Linked DNA regions of Sus scrofa: regions 2 and 3 are each linked to region 1. Evidence: chromatin contacts called from public HiChIP or PLAC-seq data. All regions are on one chromosome and are shown on one strand. The core of a region is the stretch at or near the end of the contact, and the rest is flanking DNA. Distances in the headings are between cores, read along the strand shown.

What was found. HiChIP or PLAC-seq counts read pairs in DNA pulled down with a chosen protein or histone mark.
Region 2: a contact with region 1 is called in an H3K27ac HiChIP or PLAC-seq map of skeletal muscle. The contact joins the promoter of FAM207A here to the enhancer-like site in region 1. A contact is called at or near these places in 4 of 5 promoter capture datasets (fetal liver, fetal skeletal muscle, liver and 1 more), 18 of 47 Hi-C or Micro-C datasets (alveolar macrophages, embryonic fibroblasts, fetal heart ventricle and 11 more) and 2 of 2 datasets of contacts at active chromatin or transcription factors (alveolar macrophages and skeletal muscle).
Region 3: an H3K27ac HiChIP or PLAC-seq map of skeletal muscle shows a contact between it and region 1, with 12 times the contacts expected there. The contact joins two enhancer-like sites. A contact is called at or near these places in 19 of 47 Hi-C or Micro-C datasets (alveolar macrophages, embryonic fibroblasts, fetal heart ventricle and 11 more) and 1 of 2 datasets of contacts at active chromatin or transcription factors (skeletal muscle).

Annotation. Positions count from the first base shown.
Region 1 is chr13:207,722,408-207,726,900 of Sscrofa11.1, forward strand. No RefSeq gene overlaps it. Among named protein-coding and RNA genes, the nearest start is that of ADARB1, 22 kb to the right of the region's middle. Within about 2 kb of position 2,379, at least 16 of the 83 cell types and tissues checked have an H3K27ac peak or open chromatin away from gene starts, as enhancers often do. A contact at or near this core is called in fetal liver, retroperitoneal adipose tissue, skeletal muscle and 1 more, where this site is marked.
Region 2 is chr13:207,558,398-207,562,890 of Sscrofa11.1, forward strand. It overlaps FAM207A (protein FAM207A), which reads left to right and starts at 2,483. Exons shown (of 6, transcript XM_013990227.2): 1 at 2,483-2,747. The coding sequence starts at 2,610.
Region 3 is chr13:207,581,081-207,585,573 of Sscrofa11.1, forward strand. FAM207A (protein FAM207A) reads left to right here. Exons shown (of 6, transcript XM_013990227.2): 4 at 3,898-4,048. Among named protein-coding and RNA genes, the nearest start is that of FAM207A, 22 kb to the left of the region's middle. Within about 2 kb of position 2,536, at least 24 of the 83 cell types and tissues checked have an H3K27ac peak or open chromatin away from gene starts, as enhancers often do. A contact at or near this core is called in retroperitoneal adipose tissue, skeletal muscle and subcutaneous adipose tissue, where this site is marked.

The DNA of each region.
Region 1 (4,493 bases), core at 1,129-3,628:
TTTGATTGCTGAGTGTTCGTTTGCTTTCTGTGGGTCAGTCCGATTCTACAGACTGCACAAAAAAGAAACCATCTGAATCCAGGGGCGATTAGAACCGAAATAAAAGAAATATTTGGATTCTCAAACCAGGTATGAGGATCAAAAGCCTGAAATCCTGATAAAATACTTTTAATAATCTGATCTTTATAAGTGTCCAATCGCATAGAACGAAATTGCTGAACGTCCTTTTGTCGAGCTAGAATATCTGGTGCCGCATCATGGGTGGAGTTTTCTTTTCAGCCGTGGCTCAGCTCCAGACGTGATCTTAAACCCATTGCTGTCACCAGAGTCATTGAGAGACGGCGAGAATCCAGCGCGGGAGACCCGTCTCTGCGTGCAAGGTGCGCCCTTGGCCGTCTGACCGTGGGTGCCTTTCGGAAGCACACGCCGGGGGAGTCATGCTGTGGACGTGACTGGCAGGTGTCTCTGTGTGTGTGAGCGTGCACTCACCCTTGGTCCTTTGCACGAGTCAACCGTCCTCGAAGACACGGGAAGAAGACCCAGCGCCCAAGGCGGGCTCTGAGGCCAGACGGAGGGCTGGGCGTCCTCCGCCTTCCGCCGTCGGTTGCCCTGCCTGGACCCGGGCTCGCAGGCGGGCTGCGGAGAACCTTCGTGTCCATTGCGTGAAACGAGGGCAGCTTGTGGCAGCATCATCTGAAGTCTTGGTCTTCTTGTTTCCCCAGAGCCGTTTGAAAAAGAAACACAACGGCAACGGACGCTGGAAGAGCCCCCGCTGGCGCCCGCGGCGCTGGGAGAGCCGGCCTTGGGCGCTTCAGGCCCAGCGGCCGCCCCGCCGCTCCCGCCCCTTCAAGCGCTGGCCCTGCCGCCTGCTCCGCCTCGCAGGCCGGCGCGCTGGGCCGGGGGCGCGCTCTGGGCCCGAGGCCCTTACTCTGCGGCGCCCGCTCTGAGGGGCCCGGCCAGACCCGGGCTGCCCCGCCGCCGCCCGCCCGCCCCTCTCGCGGCCGCCACACCCGAAGGTCCCTCTTGCGACGGTATCTGTCAGCTCCTCTTTTGATTCCGAGTGGCGTCGCGGAAGACACCACATCCAGATGTAACAAAAGCAGGGGCATAAATCTGCCCGTACACACAGACCCGGGGTGCGGAGTTGGTGCCGTGGCGCCTCGGGTGTAGACCTGAGCCGCCTGTGCTCAGCTCCTGGGCTCGTTCTGAGAGGGTAGGACCCAGGCCCTGCCGCCTTCATGCGGTGGTTCTGGTTCCGCTTCTGCACGGCTGGCCTGCCGAGTTGTGATCGCGATGGGGCGAGGGGGTCCGGGCAGGGGTCTCCGTGAGCCTCTCCGTCACCTGCCTTAGCTCCTCAGGCAGGACAGCTCTTTGTTCCTGGGACAGTCCTGTTTGTCCCACACGGTGCCCCGGCCCTGGGATGGCCAGACCACGTCTGCACGTGGCCAGCCTGGCTGGGTGTCCTGAAGGCTGGGGAGGGGCCGGTGGCATCGGGTGGGGCTCAGCGGGCACAGGGGCACCAAGACCCACGTGCAGGGCTGAATCCTGGCCTGTTGGGGCCAAAACTAGACATTTTCCCCTTGGATGTGATTCGCAGGCTGCTGTCCCCTGCGGAGCACAGGCGCCGTCCCTAAAGGTCAGTGACAGAAATGAGGGATTCCCGGTGGGCTTCTGGCGGCGTCACCGCTGGGAAGGCGTCCTTGTGCCAGTCTCAGGTCGGCGGCAGCTGCACCCCCGGGCACAAGGGCACAGGCTGTCTCGTGTCCCCACCCCAGCCAGGGCACTGGGGTGGGGGGTGCCTCTGGGGTGCCCACCCCGGGCCACCGGCCAGCTCCGGCCTCCTCTGTGCCCGTGCTGGGTGGCGGCTAGGGACCCTGGCGTGGGGCTCATAGCCTCCTGGTTGGTGCGGACACTCCCCTTCCCAGCCTGGGGCCCACACTCCTCCTCGGCCCCGGGGCCTCGGCCTGGGCTCAGTCAGCGGGAAACGTCCTCAGTGGCTGCAGAGCCGCCGGTTCCGGGAGGGCGGTGTGGCGCCGGTGCCCGGAGTGACTGTGGCCACATTGGGGCGGGAGTGGGGGGGCGCAGAGCTTGGGACCCCAGGAACTCCACCTCTCAGAACCTGCTGCGGCTCCAGAAAGATGCGTATTGCATCTCGGACCTGCTCCTTCATTTGTGCTTCAAATCCTCACCGAGTGCCTGTTTGCAGGTGGTGACCAAGGCCTGGAGACGAGGGCGGGACAGGAGGAGGCAGCTGCCAGCGCCGGTGAGGGCGGAGAGCAGCTGTGCCACGGGCGATGTCGGCCGCGAGGGCCCCGCGGGGCGGGGCGGGTGGCTCTCCCTCTGAGGGGTGGCGCCACCGAGGGGACCCGGGAGGGGCCCTCGCCCGCTTCTCCCCGCACTCCCGCCACCTGCTGGCCGTGGTGGCAAAGGGTAGACGTGGAACCATGGGGAGACGGTGGTTTCGGGTTGTTTTCCCCCCAAAAAATTGAAAACCAAGCTGAGTAAAACTTGGTTTAACAGCATCAAGTTTTAAACTTTCTAAAAAGTGGCTGTGTTCTTCCCAGTTCTTCTGTGTTGGACCTTAAGTGTCCCAAGGAGACAGTTAGTGCAGCGTTGACCTCGAGAGCTGACTGAGGAAGCCTGTGCCGTGTTGGGGCGGAGTGGTATCTGCTGTTCTCGAGAGAGAGGGTTGGTGAGTTTTCCTGGCTGTTCTGGGCTCTGGCCATGGCGAGAGAGCTGCAGACGGACGTGTCAAGAAGAACCGGAGGCCGGTCCCTGTGCGGGACAGCTGGGGGTTGGCCCTCGCGCCCGGGCCGCTTCCTGGGAGGGGCTTGAGCGCCCTCTTGTGGACGGACTCCTGTGGCGTCCACTCCGCCAAGGGCTCTAAGGGGATCGGCCGCCCTGCCCGCCCTGGCAGACAGAATTCTGGAAGATGGACGGCTGCTGAGCACCTCGTTAACCACCCTTGGCTGTGCCCAGAGAGCTGCGGGCCGTTGCTGGTTCTAGGTCCACAGACGGCCTTTGGGATGCGGGCTTGCATGTTCCACGCGGTGTCTCCAGCACGTCCTGCGGTGTGTGGGGCCCCGCCGTGTGCGCCGGGGACCCCGCTGCTGGAGGCCAAAGCCCAGAGCCGCTGAGAGGAAGCGGCTGCGTTTCGCGTGACAGGGACGTGGCCTCTGCAGCACGCGGCGCGGGCAGGTGCAGGGGAAGAGACGTGGCCGGGGGAGGGAAGTCAGCAGGCGACGACAGTGCCGTCTGCTGGCGCTCTGGCAGGACGGGGGCAGGCGGCCTGTTCTCCGGGCAGGGGCTGCAGGCTTCGTGGGGTGGGGGCTCTGGAAAGATGTGTATTTGCAGGCAGATGGCATGAGGAGTTGGGCACAGGGCAGGGGTCTGGGCGACGAGACCAGACCTTTCTGGTTTTTGCTTTTCAGATTTGCCCGTGATGCCCTCCACGTAGACAGGCGACGTAGTTTAGAAGGGCTTTGGGTGGGAAGCAGCGGCCCGCGGCCCTCCCCTCCCCTGAGGCAGCGCTGCTTGTTTAAGAAGCTGTAAATACTTACGTTTCTGGATTGGCCGGTGTGAGGACGGCTGCAGGCGACAGAGGCCCAGTGTGAGGGCTCCACCAGCAGGAAGGGCCCCCGCAGCAGCGCCTGTCCAGGCTCTGCCCTGGTATCTGTCTGCCGTGCGTGAGCTCACCCACAGGTAGACAGGTGCTGGGGGGGGGCAAGGGACACCTGTGTGCTGTCTCTTGGGGCGGGTCCCAGAAGCTGCCACATGACGTGTCCATCGCAGGGGGCAGGGCTGGGGGCGCGGGGCTGGGACTGTCGTTCTCCACGGTTGGCCATGCAGGTACTCTGCTGTTGGCATAGGTGGCACTCACTGCCATGCTTCCTGTTTCTTAATGTTACACTTGCAGTTGTTTGATTTGTAAATTTTCAGTGTTGTCTCTTGATTTTAAGTTTAGGTGCAGGAGGACTTAGCTCACGTACACTTCTGCCGGCTCCTCTTTTCCTGTGTCATTTAGGATGCTTTGTGCTGACAGGAGCAGAAAACATACCCTATGGTGTCTTAAACCACTGAGGATTTGTTCACTTATTTCATAATAAGTAGTGCAGAGGTCAGTGTTTGCTAGAGTCAAGCAAGAGGCAAGAGTCCGGTTCAGTATCTCTGCAGTTCTCCCAACCATTCATGAATGCAGTGTGGCTGCTGTGGCTCCAGCCATCACATCTATGTCTAAGGCAGTAACAGTTGGGGAGGGATGGGCATGCAGCCCATTTCTGTTGTGTTCAACAGGGGCATTTCAGAACCCTCTGCATATTTTCAGCATGTCTCGCTGGCCAGAACTGTGTCATGTGGCTGTAGTCACAAAGGAGCCTGAGAAAATGAGTTTTAACTCAGTTGCAGCGTCTCTGGGAAAGAGTTTGGGGAGGACGCCGGGGTCAGCCCACCAGATTGGCAGCCGCACTTCTTGCTGAGGATCGTAGGGCTGCAGG
Region 2 (4,493 bases), core at 1,233-3,732, 160 kb before region 1:
GAGCACTGGCTGCCCGAAGCCGCTTCCTGGGGCTTTACCTGTGGGTCCTCAAAGAAGCCCCATCCAACCTAGTGTAGAGAGGGGGGAACTGGGGCTCAGAAATTCCTCCCTTGCCTCAGTCACCTCCAGGCTTGGCCACCTGCCTGGAGCGGGAGGACGGGCCTCCTGCGGAGAGACGGGGCTGGGGGCCTTCAGCGACCTGAACTCAAGCCAGGCAGGGTCCGAGGGAGAGCAGTGCGGCAGGGGAGAGGGGCACATAGGACGCGTGTCCGGCCTAAGGGGGCTAAGGAAGGCGTGTCTGGAGCGGGATTCACCGGGCGGGCTGGGCGCAGCACGGGGGAGGCTGGTGCAGCGCCCACGACCACCCCAGGAGGGAGGTCCTGACACTGGGCACAGAAAGACGCGTGGGGTTAGGGCAACCGGCCCAGGGCCCGGCAGGGTGGGACGCAGTGGGCCTGGGGCTCCACGTCCCAGCAGGGTCCCAGGAGCGGGTCAGAGCGGGGCACCCGCAGGGCCGCTGCGCGCAGGTCGTCGTCCGCTCTAAGGCGCCGCTGGGCGGGCGTGGAAACCCGAGGGCAGAGCCGGCGCTTCGCAGGAAGTCCTTGCGGAGGCCGCGAAGGATCGGGCAGACAGGCATGAGCGACGGCAGTGTTTGTCCCGAGGCTGTCCCGGAAGCCACCCTTCAAGACTGCGTGGGAACCCCAGACCCACTTGGAAGTCTTCGTATGGATCCTGCGTGCGCCGCGTTCGGCGGGGCCGAAGGGGCTCGGGGTCGCGGGAAGCGCCCGCGCTGGGATTTTCCCCGCCCTGGGCGTCGGTGCCCGCGGCGCCCCAGCTCCACGAGAAACCCCGGCGGGCCGTGAGCGCCCTCGCGCGACGGAAGAATTGCCTGGCGCCGCGCGCGCGAGAGCTGGGTCTGTCCGGGCATCACCAAGGCCACCTAGTCCAGCCGGGAGGCCGACAGCCCAGGGAACAGAGGAGATACGGCAGAGCTCTGGGAAAGGCAGAGCTGCCGAGGGTGCGGGGCCTCCCCGGAGACCAGAGCCAAGGGTAGCCTTTCCTGGAAGACCGGGAACCAACGCAGCCCCCCTGGGGAGGTAGGGGCTGCTGTAAACAGAAGGGGCTCCATTCCGGCCAAGGGTGGAGGGCAGGGCTGGAGCCCAGGTGGGGGTGGAATTTGGGGGGATGGATAAGGGGGCTGTTGGGGGGATGTGATAGGGAGAGGAGTTGGCCAAGAAAACACTTCCGTTTGGAGCTTGGGCCCCTTCCTGAGTGAGGGCTGCCATTCCTTCCGAAGGGGACTGTACTGCTGGGGTGGGCGGGGGCAGATTGGGATGGGAAGCAAGGCTTCCACTTTGGGATCGCCACAACTTCAGGTGGAGACCCAGAGAGGGGTCAGGCTGCAGGTGCAAATGTCAGGGCAGCAGGGTGTGGCCTGGTCGCCGAGGGAGATGAAGGGACAGACACAAAGAGAGGGGGCCCAGGGATTTAAAGAAAGTCCTAACAGATGCATTTTGCGGTAGCTGGACAATCTTTTCCTTTGAGAAAGCACGGGCTGCCGGGAAGAGGCAAGAAGCAACCCTGAGGTTGAGGCTGTCCTGCAGGCTCTGGGGGTGGCTAGGGGCAGAGATCACTGCCAGGTGGGGGGCTGGTGAGCAAAGGAGCCAGGAGCCAAGCCAGGGTCTCCCTGCCCGCCATCTCAGGAAACGAGGCCGGATGGAGCAGAGCATATACCTGTGTGTTGAAGACACCAGTGTCTCTGCACCAGCTGCCAGGAGATCATTCCTCCAGCGAGCTGAGTTAGCTCTCTGCCTGTGTGTGCCCAGCAGTCACTACCTCTGTGCTGTCTGTCCTTAGTTCTCCCCACAGCAGTAGAACCAGAGACCATCGCGTGACATTCCCCTAAAGAAGTTGTAGCTGCCACCAGATGGGGGGCACACGACTAGGTGGTGGGCTGGGTCTTCACCATCCAGAAAGCCTCCCAGAAGTTCTCTCCTCTTGCTCACAGCTGGACAAGAGGTTCTAGCCACAGGAACCTGATCTGCAGGTTTTGGTTAGACACCCACCCTGGCCACTGCGCAGGTGGTGATAGCGGGGCCATTGACAGAGTTGGGGTACTGAGCTTGAGAGCTGGTTTCTGGGTTTCTTCCAGGGGCACTTCTGTAAAGTCGCCCCTGTAAGTCCTGGCCTGATGTCTCTGAGGTGCCCCCAGCCCCCAGTCTTCCCGCTACTCCCGGGCATCTCTGACAGGCAGAAGCAAACCCAAGTTTGTTGTGTATTTCAACAAGCGTGAACCCCCCCAGCGCTGTGTCCATCACTCCCCAGTTATCAAGGCTGCACAGATTCCGACAATTAGCCGCCCCCGCCCCGGGAAGCCGGGCAGGGTCGGAGGCGGGACCCCTCGGCCCCGCTCCTCCAGCTGCAGCCGCGCCCTTCTGCGGCTCCGTCCCGCCCTTCCGGTGGCCTGCGCGTCGGGCGCGGGGAGAAGAGCGGATCCCAGCGGCCGGGCTCCTGTTTCCGCCGGGCCCCCAGCACGCGGGACCGACTTCCGGGGGCTTGTGGCGCGTGTGCCCGCGGCTTCCGGCGGGCTGTGGGTCTCCGCGGGCGAGATGGGGAAAGTGCGCGGCTTGCGGGCTCGGGTGCACCAGGCTGCGGTGAGGCCCGCGGGGGAGGCCGCGCCCGGCCCCGCGCCCCCCGCCCGGGAGGCGGCCCCTCCGCAGGCCCCGGCCGGCGGCGTCGGGGCGAAGGTCAGCTGGGGACACCGCCGGCGGTGGGGGGGGGGGCAGAGGTGCGGCGCACTGTGCGGCCTCGGGGGTCCCGGGCTGGCTTTGTGGGCGCCCCCCAGAGCCCGGGACCGCGGCCCGGGCCGTGTTGGCTGCGCGGCCCGCGGGCCTTCCCGGTCCGCGGAGGGTCGTGGCCTCCGTGGGCCCCGAGGCTCGGCGCACGGGCGCGACGGCCCGGGAGGGGTCGGCTTGCTCCGCGCCTGGCGCCGTGCGGGGAAGGACCAGAAGCCGGCCACGGCCACGGGCAGAAAGGCTGCTCGAATGCGGCACAAACAGCTCCCGGGAAAGGAAAGGGAAGTCCCAGGGTCATCAGAAAACGAGGAGCAAACTGAAGAGCCCCTGTGCCCCGTGCCCAGCCCTCCCAGCCCTAAGCAGCCGCCCATCTGTTCTGTGCATTTCGCATGGATGGAGTCCTAGAGATTGTGGCTTTCGCGTTGGGCTTCTCGCATTTAGCGTGGTTTCAACGTTCCTGCAGGTTGTATGACTATCACCCTTCACTCCTTTTTATGGTGGAAAATGTTCCACTGTGTGGTTAGACCATGTTTTATCACGGGCTGACCCGGAGCTGCCTGGAAGCATCTGCCGGTGTCTGTAACCAAGGGGCTCCTCTGGGGATTGTGGACCAGTCTTGTTGGTTTGTGGGGCCCATGGCTTTGGGCTAGTAGTGCTAAGGAGAACAGCTATGCTGTGTGCCAGGCCGTTTACATTGTCATAATCACGCCGACTGATTTTGCGGGGAAAAACTGAGAGATTAAATAAATTACCAAGGACACTTGGCTGCTGCTGTTTGAACCCAGGATCTGGCCCCAGTGCCCAGGCTTTCATAACAACGTTTTTACCCCCTAATATAATTGTGTTAATTTCTTGCATTTTATCTTGTGTAATTGATTAAAGAGCTAGATTTTCATATATGCATTATAAACTTTTTGGGTGTATTTCCCATGATATGTAATTTTTAAATTTTTTTTTTTTTTTTTTTTGTCTTTTTTAGGGCTGCACTCACGGCATAGGGAGGTTCCTAGGCTAGGGGTCAAATCGGAGCTGTAGCTGCCAACCTACACCACAGCCACAGCAACGCTGGATCTGAGCAGCGTCTGTGACCTACACCACAGCTCATGGCAACGCTGGATCCTTAACCCACTGAGCGAGGCCAGGGATGGAACCTGAGTCCTCATGGATTCTAGTTGGGTTCATTCACTGCTGAGCCACGTGGGGAACTCCTATAATTCTTAATTTTTAAATTGATGCATATTTGATTTACAATGTTGTGCCAATTTCGGTTGTGCCAAGTCACAGCAGAGTGACTCAGTCATACACACGTATACATTGTTTTTTACATTATATTCTATCGCGGTCTATCCCGGGACGTTAGAAATAGTTCCCTGTGCTATACGGTAGGACCTTGTTCTAAGTGTAGAAGTTGCATCTGCCAACCTCAAACTCCCCTTCCTCCTTGGCAACCACAAGTCTGTTCTCCATGTCTGTGAGTCTCTTTCTGTTTTGTAAGTGGTTCATTTGCGCCTTATTTAATTTAATTTAATTTTAATTTTATTTTTTTCCTTTTAGGGCCCCACCCATGGCATACGGAAGTTCCCAGGCTAGGGGTCCAGTAGAGCTGGACCGGCCTGCACCACAGCCACAGCAATGCAGGATCTGAGCTGAATCTGTGACCTACACCACAGCTCATAGAAACACCAGATTCTTAACCCA
Region 3 (4,493 bases), core at 1,286-3,785, 140 kb before region 1:
CTTGGTGTCTCTGAAAAATCAGATGGCGCCTCGGGGAGGTTCTGTTTGTTGTCCCTTCTCAGTACCAGGCTGTGCAGAGCACTCCGGCTGTGACGCAGGTCTTGGGGTCAGGTGCAGGAAGTCCTGCATCCCATTTTCTCTGTCCCAAGACTGCTTTCAGTGGCTCAGGTCCATACGAATGTTACCGCAGGCTTGTCGACTTGTTTTTGTTTTTTTTTTTCCTATCACAGTGGATTTAACTTTTTTGTCCTTTTAGGGCCTCACCTGCAGCATATGGAGGTTCCTAGGCTAGAGGTTGAATCAGAGCTGCAGCTGCTGACCTACGCCACTGTCATAGCAACACGGGATTCAAGCCACATCTGCGACCTACACCACAGCTCACGGCAACACCAGATCCTTCACCCACTGAGCGAGGCCAGGGATCGGACCAGCGTCCTGGTGGATCCCAGTTGGATTCGTTACTGCTGCGCCACAGCAGGAGCTCCTTGTCAGTTCTTACAGGTCATCGCCACCACAGCAAAAGCTGGTAGCTTGTAGGAACTGCTTTGACTCCACAGAGGAGTTCAGGAGGTCGTGATTTTAACACATGGGATCTTCATCCATGAACATGGTACATCTTTCTTTTTAGTCAGTTTCCCTAATTTCCATCGTCCGTGTTGTGCAATTTTCAGAGCAGAGGTCTTGGGTTTTTGGGTTTTTTTTCTGCACAAGCTTATTGCTGATTTTTAGTTTTTGAAGCTATTAGGAATGGAATTCTCAAAAGCTTCATTTTTCCAGCTTTCTGCTCTTTATTATTTACTAATTACTATCGTTTTGTTATTATTTTGTACTCTCTGGTCTTGCTAAAGTTGTCTATTAATTCCAGTAGTTATTTGGTAGATTTCTTGGAATTTTCTGCAAAATAATCGTACCACTTGTTAAAATAGAGACACGTTGACATTTTGCTTTCCAAACTGTGTTTTATGTCCTGGGCTCATCCTGCGGCCAGGGCTGGAGCCTTGGCAGTGTTGATAGAAGGGGTGGGAATTTTCCCTGGTCTCCGGGGCCAAGGACTGCGCCCCGGTCAGTGTCCCGTGAGCTGCTCTCTTCAGGGTTGGTAGCCCCAGGCCGTGATGCTGTGTGCAGCTCGTGGCCCTTACAGGACTCTGTCTCAGGCCCTGTTTACAAGGGACGCCCCTCTGTTTTGTGTAGGTGAGCAGACGTGGGCAGGGCAGTCGTGAGGGCACGCCTGGGTCGACGGGCCTTCCAGGAGCTGGGCCGGCCCCCCAGGCACTGCATAGGCGCAGAGGTTTCAGCTCATAGGAACTGCCCCCATCAGCACCCCACACAGGCGGTGAGGTTGGTTTTGGAGGCCTGGTTCGCACAGGGGAGGGCTCTCTTTTCGGTGGATGTTTTTACGGCCACACCTGTGGCGAACGGAAGTTCCTCAGTGCCGGTTCCTTGACCTGCTGTGCTGGGCGGGGATGGAACCCAAGCCAGTAGAGACAAGGCGGCTCCTTAACACACTGCACCACAGCGGGAGCTCCAGGGGGTGCTTTCTGGATTGTCCTGAAGCTGGTTTTAGAGTAAGTACATAGGAGGAAAGGGGTGTCAGCCTCTAGGAACCCCCACACCCACCCCTGCCAGCAGGTCTGTGAGCTCCAGCTCGCAGACCCGCCTCTTCTCAGCACAGGCGCGCCTCTGCAGGCAGACGCTTCGGTTAGGAAGCACCTTCCGTTCTGGGCTTTGTCGTCGCCCTCGTCCTGAGTGGATGGTGGAGGCCCTCGCTCTCTGGCCTGTCCAGTGGGGGCCTGGCCTGTCCCTTCGAAGCAGCCCCTGCAGAGACCCCGGACACGTGTCCCCGCATCATGCTATCTTGGCCTCGGCTCCACGCGCGGGGGCCGCGCTGCCTGGCCAGCAGTGCCCTGCCCTGACCAGCCGGCCTTGCCCTGGGCATCAGCGCCTGTCCTCCTGGGAGCCGGGCCTCTGCCCCGCTGCGCTGGGTCCCCGGGCGGCTTTGGTGCCGGGCCTGCAGCCGCGGAGGGAGCCGCCCCTCCCCTCCCTGCCTGAGCCCCCGCCCTGGGCTCTGGACGAGGCCCCTGGGTCCGGGGGAGTGGGGGACATTGCTGAACCTGGGGGTGGCGAGCCCTGAGGCGTCACCTGGTCGACTCTGACGGCTGCGGCTCGGCCTGGCCCAGGGCAGGAGGCGCCTGGAGCTCAGCTCGCTGGGGCGAGGCCAGCAGCCCTGGCCGCCCAGGCCCCCGGGCTCTCCCGGGCTGGCTGCGGCCCCGGCTGTGTCCCTGGCTTGGCTCCTCCGGGCAGGCCTCCCAGAGCTTCTCGGCGCTGCCCCAGGTCCGCGAGCTCGGGGAGGAGCTGCTCTGCCGGCCTCGGGAAGCCTGCCAGCCTCCCAGATAGTTTCGTTTCCAGAAATTACTCTCTTTGAAAATGCCTGTGAGGGTCCCCTCGCTTTGCACCACACCTTCTGGGGCCCTGAGTGTGCTGCTGGGGCCATCCCGAGTCTGTCTGTGCTCATGGGGTCCCTAACCAGGTCCCTGCCCTCCTGGCCGGCTCTGAGCCTGGTCATCACCGCCTTCTGCCCGGGGTGCCCTGCCTCCCTGGCCTCCCACACCTGCCCGGAGGGCTGACATGCGGCCACAACGCCCAGAGGCCCAGGGCAGACGCTGCCCTCGGGAGGGCGAGGTCCCCGCCGCGGGTGGATGGATGCTCTCCCCGGCATCGCCTGGCTGCTGCCCGCTGTGCCCCGAGTCCTCTGGCTTTCGTCAGGAGGGTGCTTTCAGCTCCCTTTTTCGATGTAATTCAGAGTCTGCAGCTCGGTTATTTATGGCCCCATAAACCTGGCACGATGGGGAGGCAGCTAGTGTCTCAGGCTCCGAGCCGGCCCTCCCCCATCCATCACAGCCTCATCTCAAGGTTTTTAATAGCAGAGCCTTTACCGTTTGTTTTACTTTCAAGGGCTCCAGTGCAGAACAGTGAGGAAATCAGATCCCACAGATCCAGGCAGCTTCCCCACAGCAGGGTCTACACCCAAACCGTGAGCTGGTTTCCACGAGCCACGCCGCGGAGAGAACGCGATTGAGTGCGCGTTCTATTGGGAGCTTGGGAAGTATTCTGTTTCAGCTTAATGTTTTGTCTTCATACGGCCGCACCTGCAGCACATGGAGGTTCCCAGGCTAGGGGTCGAATCGGAGCTGTAGCTGCCGGCCTCCACCACAGCTGCAGCAGCGCGGGATCGGAGCCTGTCTGCGACCTACACCACAGCTCACGGCAACGCCGGATCCTTAATCCACTGAGCAAGGCCAGGGATCGAACCTGCAGCCTCCTGGGTACTAGTCAGGTTTGTTAACCACTGAGCCACGACGGGAACTCCCTGGAATACATGTATCTTAGAAGGAAAGTCATATCCTGAGGTGGCGCCCCGCCTGGACCTGCCTGGGCCCCTGCTCCAGAGCAGAGCCGCAGCCCTGCCCTCTGCTTGGCACTCTGACCCCTGGCCCTGCCACCCCGTCCCGGGGTCTGTTCCAGCGCCCGTGCCCCCGCCCCGTGCAGGAGCCTTCTTGAGGCCCCGCAGCTCGGGTCCCCTCCTGTTTGGACCAGCCCCTCTCGCCATGTTCAGTGTGGCCCCCCATCGAGTCTTCATCGAGGACCACGTGCTCGCTCCCGGGTGCGTCCAGGGGCCACGAGCGCTCGGGCAGAGGGAAGGTGCCGGCCGCCGGCTGCGCGGCTCCTCGCGGCAGGTCCTCGGGGCCTGCGGCTGGACGGCGCCTCCGCGACTGCGGGCGAGCCGGCGGGGAGCCCGCACCCCCCGTTTCCAGGCCGAGCTCCGCTCTGCGGCTAAAGGCAGCGGCCAGGGCGCTTCCCTCGCTCGTCTTTGCCCTGACCCGCGGCCCCCTTCCTCAGAGATCGAAGCCATAAAGCTGGCGGAGCAGAAGCGCCAGGCGGAGCGGAGGCGGAGGGCCACGGCGGTGGTGGGGGACCTGCAGCCCCTGAGGGACGCCCTTCCCGAGCTGCTGGAGCTGGAGGCCGGCGCCCGGCGGCCGCCCGCCCGACGGTGAGTGTTGCGTCTGGATGCCCGGCCGCCTCCCCCCGCCGTGACTGCTGCCCCCCTGGGTCCCTTTGCTCTCCCTGGGCTGCCGCTTCCGTGGAAGGACAAGGCCACCCGGGCTGGCTGGAAGGTGCCCGAGTCGGGTGTGACCACGGCCTCAGCCAGAGAACAGACGGGAAGGGCGGGAGGCTTCCCCTTCTGGCCCAGCTGCCGGGCTGTCATCATTTACTGTGTTGTCCTGGAAACAGGTCTTCCTCCCCCTGGGTTCCCCCTTCAGGAGGAAGGATCTGGGGCCCCCGGCCCCCCTTTCACAGCCAGGGTGACGGGACGTGCTCAGGGCCCTGGGCTGCAGAGGTGGGTGGAGGTCCCAGCCTGGCTTGGGGTGGAAGGGCCCAGAACGCTGGTCCAGACGAGGAGTGGCCACCAGAGCTGAGATGTGGCGACCGAACCA